2 separate regions of the Rattus norvegicus genome follow, and region 2 is linked to region 1. A link is a contact called in public Hi-C data. All regions are on one chromosome and are shown on one strand. The core of a region is the stretch at or near the end of the contact, and the rest is flanking DNA. Distances in the headings are between cores, read along the strand shown.

The links. Hi-C and Micro-C count contacts between places; a contact is called where the count stands out from the background.
Region 2: a contact with region 1 is called in a Hi-C map of hepatocytes, with 4 times the contacts expected there. The contact joins two enhancer-like sites. A contact is called at or near these places in 7 of 12 Hi-C or Micro-C datasets (frontal cortex, hepatocytes, kidney and 3 more).

What each region holds. Positions count from the first base shown.
Region 1 is chr2:54,239,316-54,244,898 of GRCr8, reverse strand. The region is part of intron 5 of Ccdc152 (coiled-coil domain containing 152); the gene reads left to right. Among named protein-coding and RNA genes, the nearest start is that of Ccdc152, 16 kb to the left of the region's middle. Within about 2 kb of position 3,423, at least 2 of the 93 cell types and tissues checked have an H3K27ac peak or open chromatin away from gene starts, as enhancers often do.
Region 2 is chr2:54,977,221-54,982,803 of GRCr8, reverse strand. All of the region lies in intron 3 of Oxct1 (3-oxoacid CoA transferase 1), which reads right to left. Among named protein-coding and RNA genes, the nearest start is that of Oxct1, 16 kb to the right of the region's middle. Within about 2 kb of position 2,258, at least 15 of the 93 cell types and tissues checked have an H3K27ac peak or open chromatin away from gene starts, as enhancers often do.

The DNA of each region.
Region 1 (5,583 bases), core at 2,174-4,673:
CTGAGTATTATTATTGGTTATTTTATTTACTTACATTTCAAATTTTATCCCTCTTCCCAATTTCCCCTCTGCTAACCCCCTATCCCATCCCGCCCCTGCTTCTATGAGGGTGCTCCCCAACCCAACCACCCACTCCCACCTCCCCACCCTGGCATCCCCCTACACTGCGGCATCGAGCCTTCACAGGACCAAGGGCCTCTCCTCCTATTGATGCCAGATAAGGCCATCCTCTGCTACATATGCAGCTGGAGCCATAGGTCGCTCCATGTGTACTCTTTGGTTGATGGTTTAGTCCTTGGGAGCTCTGGAGGGTCTGGTTGGTTGATGTTTTTCTTCCTATGGGCTTGCAAACCCCCTTCAGCTCCTTCAGTCCTTGGGGATCCATCCCATATGCAGCCACCAAATTCAGACACTATTGCTGATGCCAAGAAGTGCTTACTGGCACGAGCCTGATAAAGCTGTCTCCTGGGAGTCTCTGCCAGAGTTTGACCAACACAGATGCAGATGCTTGCAACCAACCATTGGACAGAGCAAGCAGACTCCAAGGGAGGAGTTAGGGGAAGGACTGACTGAATGTTTATAGTAGCTTTATTCATTCAAGTTGTCATCATACAAGTTGTCACTAGTATTAGTCTTTTAAAATTCATAGCGCATCTACCCACAGCAGTAAAAAGGAACAGACAACTGGTGCACTCCAGTGTAACCACTTCAGAAGCATTACGGTAAATGAATGTAGCCCGGCATGGTGGCATCTCCTCTACACTGGCACTTGAGAGGCAGAAATAGGAGGACTTCTGCACACTGGAAGCCAGCCTGATGTACAGTGTGAACTCCACTCTAGCTATGGCTGTATTTCTGGTCCTTATCTCAAAAAGGCAAAATTAAGCAAATATGTAAAGAAATCCAGGCACAAAATACTATGTTTTGTTTATCTGATGCTCTAGAAAAAAGAAAAAGTGTAAATAAATATTTTCAACAAAAGCTTTTTGGTAGAAAAGCTTTTTTCTGTTTAATTTCCTAATTGTCCCTTTTACCAAGTTTTAAAAAGAATAGTTTCTAAGGTACTGATTTATAAATACTTTTTATGAGATGTGCCAATAAGTTCAGATTTGTAAAAATTAATAGTCAGTGATGTCTTTGAACACTATTTTAATCCTTAAGCTAATTATAGTAATAATTTAATGCTGTAAACTAAATATATATAAAGCCAATATATTTTGAACTGCAGAAATGGTTTATATTTGATTTTAATCAAGTACAAATTTCAACATTGAACAATTATTTATAAGTATATTAATAAATTACTATTGCAAATATACATCCTCCAACAGCGTTTTAAACACTGCTATTACTGCAATTGAAAGCACTTTATCTTTATCTTTATTTTAGAAGCTCTAATGTGCTCTTGAAAAATGAGATCTCCTAAAACTTACCAAATAGCATTTTTTAAGCCCTTCAATAAAGAACATTGAAATGAAATTTTTAGTTTCTTTTTTAAGAAAGGAAGGAAGGAAGAAAATGTTCCTTTTATCTTTAGAAAAGAATACTAAAACAAATTATCTTTGAGACAGGTAAATATTCAGGTAAAAACACTTAGTTCAGTGTCTCCTTAAGAGGAACACAAACCAGTTCACTATCTCTAGAAACTTCTCAGATCACGGTTGTGTGAAAACTTCAAAATATATAAAGCATGTTTGTCACCTGTGATAAAGTCAAAAGGTCATTTCAACTTCACAGTGAAACCACTCTAATATAGCTTGTAATGACACAGCTCCATCTAAGACACACAGTATTCCTTAGTAGTCAGAAGCCAGAAAGAACTGTATGGTTTGCAAAACTTTAAACGTGGGAAGTGAATTCAAATGTGGTCAATAAGGCAGACATTTAAATGCTCAGATAGCGCCCTGTAATTGAGGACACAACACATGAAGATACAGGATTTGGAGTTTGCCCTTCTGGGTTTTGGACTTGCTCTGTTCCAGTGTTTCCTCACTCTATTCCCATTCCTCACTTTTCAAAAGATAATGTATATTCTGTGCCATTGTGTGTTGGAATTATACAACTTGCTTTTTAAATTTTATGGTGGTCAGAGTTAAGAGATTGCCGTGAGTCTCAGAAAAGACTTCATTGAGACGTCTGAGGAGTGCTGAGTAGTAAGGAGTGTTGGGCAGGTTCGACTCCCTCTGTGGCGCTCTCTTTGGCAGATGCCTTATGACTCTTGCATCTTTATTGCCTTTGGGTCCCCACTGTAACCAAGAGGTGTGTGGAAGCCATGTAGAATAAGTGCATTTTCTACCATCACAGCTTTAGTGGTGGCCTTTCGGAGCCTTCCTGCAGCACCTCCAACACTGCCACACGTTCCCTGGCCTTGGTGGCTCTGAAGCCACAGAGGAAGAATCCCCAACACATCTTCACTGTGTTCACAACTCCAAAGCCGGTCCCATGTGGATGCCACTACTAAGTTGAGAGCCAGCTTAGGGTCTACTCTCACCCCTCGAATCACATTTGCAGCAGCTTCTCTTTTTTAATATTTTTAAAAATATGTGTGGATGTTATGCATGCATATATGTCTATGTAATATATGCATGCATTCCCTGCACAAGATGACGTCAGATCCTGTGGAACTGGAATTACAGATGGTTGTTAGTTATTATGTGGGGTCTAGGAACTGAACCCGTGTCCTATGCCAGAGCATCACTCTTAACCAGTGAATCATCCCTCCAGTCCTGGTAGCTTTTTTAAAATCCAGTTCCTCTTAGGCCTCATCCTTTTACAAGTTGAAAACTTAACTGACAAGGGGCCTCTCCTTAACTGTGCTAATTTCCGTAACAATTACAGACTTTTTCAGCACTTGCCTTGGCTGTAAAATCAAACTGCTTACTCTATGTTCTTTTTCTCTTTGAACTGTTACTTTCTGGTGTGTTTGTTTGTTTGTTTGTTTGTTTGTTTGTTTGCTCTACTTCATCTCAGGGCACAGGTAGAAAACAGCCATTTTCTTTGCCAAAATATAACATGAATGGCCTCTAGCTCTACTGCTGATAAAGTCTTTGTTTCCCTCGTAAACCTCTTGAGCAGGGCCCCAACAGTCCACACTACTCTCAGCACCGCCTGTCTTCCAGGTTTCTACTGGAACAGCACATTAAGCTCTGCTTACAGCATTCAATTGCTTTTCTAGTTCAAAGTTCTAGTCTTCCACATTTCTCAAAATATCAACATGTTTAGGGTGTTCACATACTCACTGGCATTAGCTTCTTAGTAAGTTATTAGTAACTTGTTTCTGCTGTTATAAAATACCATGACCAAGGCCACTTATAAAAGGGAGAATTTATTTGGCTTATGACTTCAGAGGAACAGTAATATCCATAACAGCAGCAGGTGGCCAGAGCAAGAAGCCAAGACGTCAATCATGTCTTCAACTGCAAGCACAAAGCAGGCAGAGTGAACTGGAAGTTCACTGCCATTGCTGTACTTCCTGCTGCAAGGCCACACTAGCTCCCCAGACAGCACCATTAACTCAGAGGGAAAAGTGCACAAACACATGAGCCTGTGGGATATGTCTGATTCCAACCACCACAGGCCTAGAGACAGATACTCAGAGAGGAAGACATTGGATGTGTTAGAGAGTGATTGCCTAATTCCTGCTTTTTCTTTATATTTTACCAGAAGATTCAGCAAGAGAAAGACTATTGCTTAAAGATGTATTCTTTGTCACTTTTTTTGGGGTAAGAAAATCTGAAGTGACTGTGAAGGTGATGGCCATGACTACGATTATATTTAGATGACTGACATGGCAACAGAGCGTTTGGATTTTGACATACCAGTGATAGTAGAGAGATTAGATATATAGTCCAAATGGGGAAAACAAGGTCTAAAAGTCATAGATTAGTTGTAGGTAGAACTCCCTTATTGGATTTTGCGAACTGATTGGCTCTTATTAAAATAAGAGATTTTCTTGAGGCAACCGTCCTTGATAACATATGTTATTAGCAAGATTAAGAATGCTCTAAGGAAGCTTCCAGGGACTAAGCCACTACCCAAAGACTATACATGGACTGATCCTGGGCTCCAACCTCATAGGTAGCAATGAATAGCCTAGTAAGAGCACCAGTGGAAGGGGAAGCCCTTGGTCCTGCTAAGACTGAACCCCCAGTCAACGTGATTGTTGCGGGGAGGGCGGCAATGGGGGGAGGATGTGGAGGGGAACACCCATAAAGAAGGGGAGGGGGAGGGATTAGGGGGATGTTTGCCCGGAAACCGGGAAAGGGAATAACACTCGAAATATAAATAAGAAATACTCAAGTTAATTAAAAAAAAAAAAGAATGCTCTAAGGAAAGCTGATGAAGCATAGAGATGTGATGTTGATCAGGAAAAAGGCCTGATCATTTGGGAAAGTACAGCAAAGACTTGCAAATCTGCAGTCAAGTATAGTTCAGATTTTCTAAACTAACAATCCAAACTTGTGTCCCTTCCCAACTTCTGAGTATCTTATTTTGTAAGCTATTTTTGCTTAAGAGCACAAATAATTTACTCATTCAAAATACATTTGTATTTCAAATACTGTGCAATAGCTTATCTAAAATGCATTAAAACTACCCTATACACACAATTTTAAAATGTGATTTATTAATAAAATTCACTTTTAAAAAAATCATTTACTTAAAATATATATACACACTATAGTTTCAGAGTCCATTATTCCAACTGGTAGGCAGGTAGCTGAGAGCTGTATCTGGATCCTTCGTTAGAGACACTGAGCTTGGCAAGGGCTTTTGAAACTTCAGTGTGGCACTCTTCCCCTAAGAAGACTACCCCTCCTAATCCTTTCATATACAGCCATTCCCTGGTGACTACACATTCAAATATATAAGCCTGTGGGGACCATTCTTATTCAAACCACCACACCTCACATGGATGTGCCTTGCAGTCTAGGGTACTACATGCATACAAATGATACACTATGCAGCCAGGCTTCCCATTTAAACCACAATTTAAAACAGACACTGGGTAGTGGGCTCATCATGGACCTCGTTTCTTTCTCCTGAGATGGAGCCCGCATTTCTCTCAGCAGCTCTCATTTGATGTAACAACTAGACCTAGAAAAATGACTTTTATGTGCTGCTCTGCCTTAAAAAATAACACCCTGCGAAAGACCCCTTCCTCTTAGGCCCCTCCAACAAATTTGGTTAACAATTCTCTCACCTTTTGGATGCAAAATGTCCCCCCACAGGCTAACGTGTTTGAACACTTGCTGCTGTTTTTGAGAGATTGAGGAACCTTTAGGAGGTAGAGCCTACCCGGAGGAAGTGTGTCACCAGGGTAGTAAGCCTTGAGTTTTCTAGTCCAGCCCCACTTGTATTATGTGTCTGCTTCCTGGTCCACTGAGACCAAGCAGCTATGCAGAGTCCCATCACCACAGAGCACCATGGCTGTCAGTTCCACAGGGTGGCTTGAAACCACTCGTACCATGAACCAAAAAGAAAACTTTCTTCCCCTAAGTTGCTTCTTGTTGGGTATTTTGTTACAGTGATGGAAAATGCAACTAATATAATTTCCCCCCAAGCTGTCAGCACATTGCCATGTTT
Region 2 (5,583 bases), core at 1,009-3,508, 740 kb before region 1:
TGTGCTAAGACAAATGTATACCAATCACTTAAGGGAGTGGTGGCGGGATGCTGTTAATATTGAAAAAATAATCTATTGACATTGAAAAAAAATATTCCCAAGTGCTACTGAGTCATCAGTTCCTCTTGGATCTTTACCAAACCAGAATTCATGCTTAATGTTCACTAAAAGACATATATAATATAACCATCAACGCAGTGTCCATTACAGGAAAAATGAGAGCCTCTAAATGGCCCATCCACAGAATAGGTTACAGTCTATCCAGGCAATGAGTCTATAGAGCAATGAGACTGCATGATGGACCAGCACTAGCCACCATGGACAGACTCAGGCAGAATGCTAAGCTCTATGCACTTCTTTTAATGAGAGCTTCAGACTTTCGACAGGACTGCTGTGGGTGGTCCAAAGTGTCCATAATGTAGATGGGGCAGGAGGATGACAGCAGTGACTGCAGGCATGGGGAAGGGGGCTTCCTGGGGACTGGTCCTGTCCTGTGTCTTTGTACAGGTGTTGGCTATATGGTCGCACAGCTCGTGAAGTCCCGTTGGTACCTCTGCATAAGGTCAGTTTTCTATACCACTCTATACTTGGTATCTATGGTTTTGTTAAAGGATAAAACTGCAACAAAAGTCCCAAGGTGGGGACTCTGAAGAGAAGTGGGGAGGGGACAATCGGGGGAGGGATTTGTAAGGGCAGGACTGGGAGAAGAAGAGGAAGGGAAGCTTCGATTGGGATATAATGCAAATAAAAAAATAAATTATGAAGAGAAAACTGCAATGAGATTGACCATGAAATCCCCTTAGGAACAGCAGCCTGTGTTTCTCCTCTTGATGGCCACGTTCACGTTCTGATGGCCCCTGTCACATGCAGCTCGTGTTGTCTGCACAACAACTCATTCATCTGGCAACCCAGACTGGGAGCTTACTCCACCCTAGAGGAGGGATGTCCGCCTGTACGCCTACAGCCCCGAGAAGGCCCGTGCCTGTCCCTGCGCAGTTCTGGGAGTTCAGAGGAAATAAACAGTAAGCCCGTAATTACACCAGGGTGAGGGATGTGTTAAGTGGTGTCTTTGTAGTTCGTGATGGGAACACAGAAGCTCAAGGACGGTGGATGGAGAAAGGGGGTGGAGAAAGTCTAGTCCACCTGAGGGCAGAAGGTCATACAGAGGGGAAAAATAGACAGAATCCAAAGGAAAACACAGTTTCAGAACACAGTCAGAGATGGGATCCCGAGGCTACAGGCTCTTGCTCAGGGCTCAGCAGGAACTGGATGGGGACTAGAGGCAGGAGTGGGAGGAAGGCAGGATTGTGATCTGCCTGGAAGGACTTCATCCTGAAGGACAGAAGACGACCATTCAGCTGAAAGGTGGTAGGCTATACCATGAAGTCCTGAAAATGACATCAAAGGCAGCGAGGTCAGTTAAAAGGCTTGAAGACACAGTCCAAACCACGGTGAGCATCTGAACTAAGGTGGAGGCCACAGGAATGGAGAAGAGGGGGTCAATCAAGAGACACTGGGGAGATGGTTCACCCAGATGAGCTGCCTGGCAGAGACACTGATCTCCAGCAGAACTGTGGCTTTAACCTTGGAACCTAATGGAAGAGTGAACTGGGGCTAATTAATCTAATGGCCCCTATCGGCATCAACATCCACATGATTAGCATGCAAAGGCTAAGTGTGGCAGCCGGTGTGACAAAGCACTAGCATTTCTTTCAACAGTCACTTGCCTCCTCTCTGTTACCAGGCTACCAGTGACCATTTGGCTCACATGGCTCCTTCCTAATCTGTAGGCTCACTCTTTCCCTCCCCCACAGCATCCTATCCTGTATACCATATCCCTCAAGGTGCATATTTAACAAGGTACTGCTAATTAGTATTCTCTGCTTATTACCCACCAAGGGCACAGAAATATTTACATAATTTATACCCAGTCTCTTTTTTTTTCCACAAGCAAATTAAAGGCTAAGTAACATGTACTTTTCCTGCCTGGTGTAGTTTCCCTTGATGAACTCCAATGAAGTCCATAAAGGAGATCGCACACAAGATTGATTTCACCTCGCCTAGGACAAAGACAGACGCTGGCAGGTCTGTGACTTCTCTATCCAATCTTCCCCGGCATATGGAAGACAGTAAGCAAACCCCTACCCAGATATGATTCTACTTTGAATGTCTTTAACGTTATGGGGGGGGGGGGGGGGGGAACAGCCTTATGGGTTAATAATATACTTGTCCACTAGAGGTCTCCAGATACCAGAGATACTGTCTTCCCAGTGAGAAAAAAATTTCTGTTGTTTTTGTCCCTCTGGTTTTCTTTCTCCTTCCTCTTCCTCCTTCTCTTTTCCCCACACCCTTCCTCAAGTGTTTGTTTCTAACCTGCTCCTAAGGCCCAGGCCTTGCTTCAGGTGAGCAATTCTCCTCCTAACTTAACTTCTTTCTGCAGCCTGGCCCGCAGACCTCAGAGCAACACCCTCTTGGAGATGGTCAGAACACCAAACGTGATCTTTAACTCTCTACCCACCAAATCTGTCTCCACAACCTGTTTAGGAATCAAGCCACATCTTGCTCCCGCCTCTACCTGGTACCCTCTTACCTGGACACCAGGGCAACTCATCTGTTTCTGCTTCTGCCTCTACAATCAATTTTGAACATGGCAGATAAATAACACCTTGTAAAACGCAGAGGTGGAAACAGGACAGCACTCTGCTCAGAGTTGTTATTCATTCAGAATAAAGCAAGGAGTTCTATAGTAGCAGGCAAGGCCCACTAACTGCTTGCCTTCTATGTCCCTGACCTTAATTCCTTCAGGGTTATTCTTCTGTCATTTCTGTCTCTCTGTCGTCCTTTTGGCTCCCCAAGCCCTACCAGAAATGTTTCCCCAGGGGCCCGTGCTTGTCTCTGAAACTATTCTCTGCATGGCTCCTCTCTCACATCCTTCAGGTGTGGGCTCGGAGGTTACCTTCGATTGCTGATAGAGGCCTCTCTATTTGGAGGTTCCCAATCCTCTTGCTTTTACTCTGTTTCTTTTTTTACCCCATGGTACAAACTTTCCAATGTATCAGAAAAGGTGCCCAGGTAATACTCTGCTGTTGCTTTTGGCTGCAGTGGTGGTGGTGGTGGTGGTGGTGGTGGTGGTGGTGGTGGTGGTGGTGGTGGTGTTTTTTGTATTGTTTTGTTTTGTTTCGTTTTGTTTTGTTTCTTCTTTCATTTCTGCATCCCAAGCACCTGTGAGCTACACAGCACATACAGGGGACTGCAGAAATACTTGGTGAGCACTTGTCAAAAGAATGTATTACTGCATTCCATGTGCCTCTTCCAGCCAGAGCTTCTCTAACAGAAACAAACTATTCTGTGACTAAGTAGCCTGACAAAAAGCAACTTAGAGAAGGAAAAAAGCATTCATTTAGCTTAGAATGCCAGGCTATGGTCCCCCACTGCAGGAAAGACAAGGCAGGAAATTAAGCTAACACAACCACAGTCAAGAGCAGGAAGGGAATACCACAGGGACCCTTGCTCCCTCTCAGCTAGCTTTCTTCCCTCGTAGGCTTCAGGATGCCCTTCCTAGGAAGTGGTACCACCCAGCATGGGCTGTGCCTTCCTCCAATCCAAACAGTCCCTCAAAGATATGCCTATAGGCCAAACCGATCAGGATAAGTCCTCGAGAAGATTCTCTCCCCAGTGAATGATGGCTGACATCAAGTTGACAGTCAAAGCTGATCACCTCAATCACTCAGTATTTCCCTGTGGATCCACTGCTGGCTTCCAGTCTGCTCGGTAGACAGGGTGGCCAGCATACACCATGAACCAAGGAGCTCTCTTGCCACTGCCTCCTGCTTGGGCTGAGTCTAGGGGAGATACTTTCTGGGAGAGTAGAGGCTAGAGAACAATGATATCAGGATCTGTAGTACTCAGGCTCTTCCCCACCTTCTATGTATAAAACTTCTAAATGCTGGCCCTCTTCAGGCCTCACAGGCATGGGCCAGTGGCAACAGTACCCTTCTGTTATTATCTACAGAGTTATTGAAGGGTCACACTGTTTTCATTCCGCTATATCTGTCCTTTTAAAGGAGCCCCTTTGGTAAACTCCTCAGTTACCAGGAATAATATCCAGAGCTGTGACTAATAAAATCACAATCAGAAAACGACCCATGAGGGTGGATACAACCCATTTGGCTCCTGTAGTTTTAAATATCCGAAGCTCCCTCCAAGCCTACAGAGTCCACTCCAAAAACCCAAACACAGTTGGTCATTCATTGACTTGGAAATTTTTCTGCCTACTCTTTCAAACCTCTCTGTTTATTTTTGCAACACATTACACATTTTAACTTGGCTCTATTTAAAGATGACCTTCTGTATTTGTTGATCTTGGCTCTGGGACTGACTATGTATTTGGCCTTTGCTTTGTTTTAGACCAGTCTCCTGGCATAGCAACCAGGCAATGCCTAAGATTCTCGACAACTGGACCAGATAAAGAGCTAACGCTAAGGCCTTGAAAAATCTACCAGATAGCTTACACAGAGAGCTTGTCTTTCTGTAGCGCCTCTAATCCATGACCTCATCAAACCCACTTTCTGATTATAATAGCATCATCACTGATGGATATAAAAAGAAAATAAGTAAACTACGTCCCTAACATCTAATAGCTCACGATACAAAGATTAAAGATGTGTTCTCTAAGGCAAATGGGGCCACGCCATTTCTAATAGAGAAACAAGCATGTAAAAGCCTGTGTGCCCTTTGATATTGACAGTGATGCTAATGGACTCTGTGTTCCTTGATACTAAAGGTGATGCTGGCAGAATTTCCAACAGACTGTACTGCTTACCTCCAGAGGCCAGCATTTCTCTAGGATACCTAAAGAAAGGAAACTCTGGGTTTTGTAGTATAGGACATTTTAGTGATTAAAAGAACTCTCTAACGCAAAAATAAAAATCTATGGAGATATGTGAATGTAATGCAACACAAAAGTCATCTATTTTCTGAAAATATTAAATTTCTAAATCCTAAATTAAACTTCTTGAAGCCAGGCATAGTACCACAAACCTTATAATCCCAGCACTACAAAAGTAGAAGCAGACGGATCTGAGTTCAACGGCAGCCAGGACTACATAAAGAATTCTTTTCTCAGGAAGCAAAATAAATAAATAAATAAATAAATAAATAAAACAAAAAAAAAAAAACAAAAAACAAAATGAACAACAAAACAATCTCTTGAATATCTACTTTCTAAAATTTCACTTATTGAAAATAACTATTTTAAAATTTTTAAGTGTTGGGGAAATTTCACTTCCTTTGCTTTCATCTAGGAACACATTTTAATCTCAATCACACAATTTATAATCACCCTGTTAGCATTAAAAGTTTGAAAATCAAAGAATAATGTTATGTGTGGATGTAAGGTTTAATCCCACGATGTAAATAAAGCCTTTCATGAACTAAGTACATAAACACAAGTACACATCACTAGACACCCAAACAAAATAACAAAACCCTAAAGAATGCTCAGAGTCAAGACAACATGGCCAGTATCTGCTCAATGAGGTCACCAGAGCTGCAGCTGTAGAAATAAAAAAGGAATATGGCATA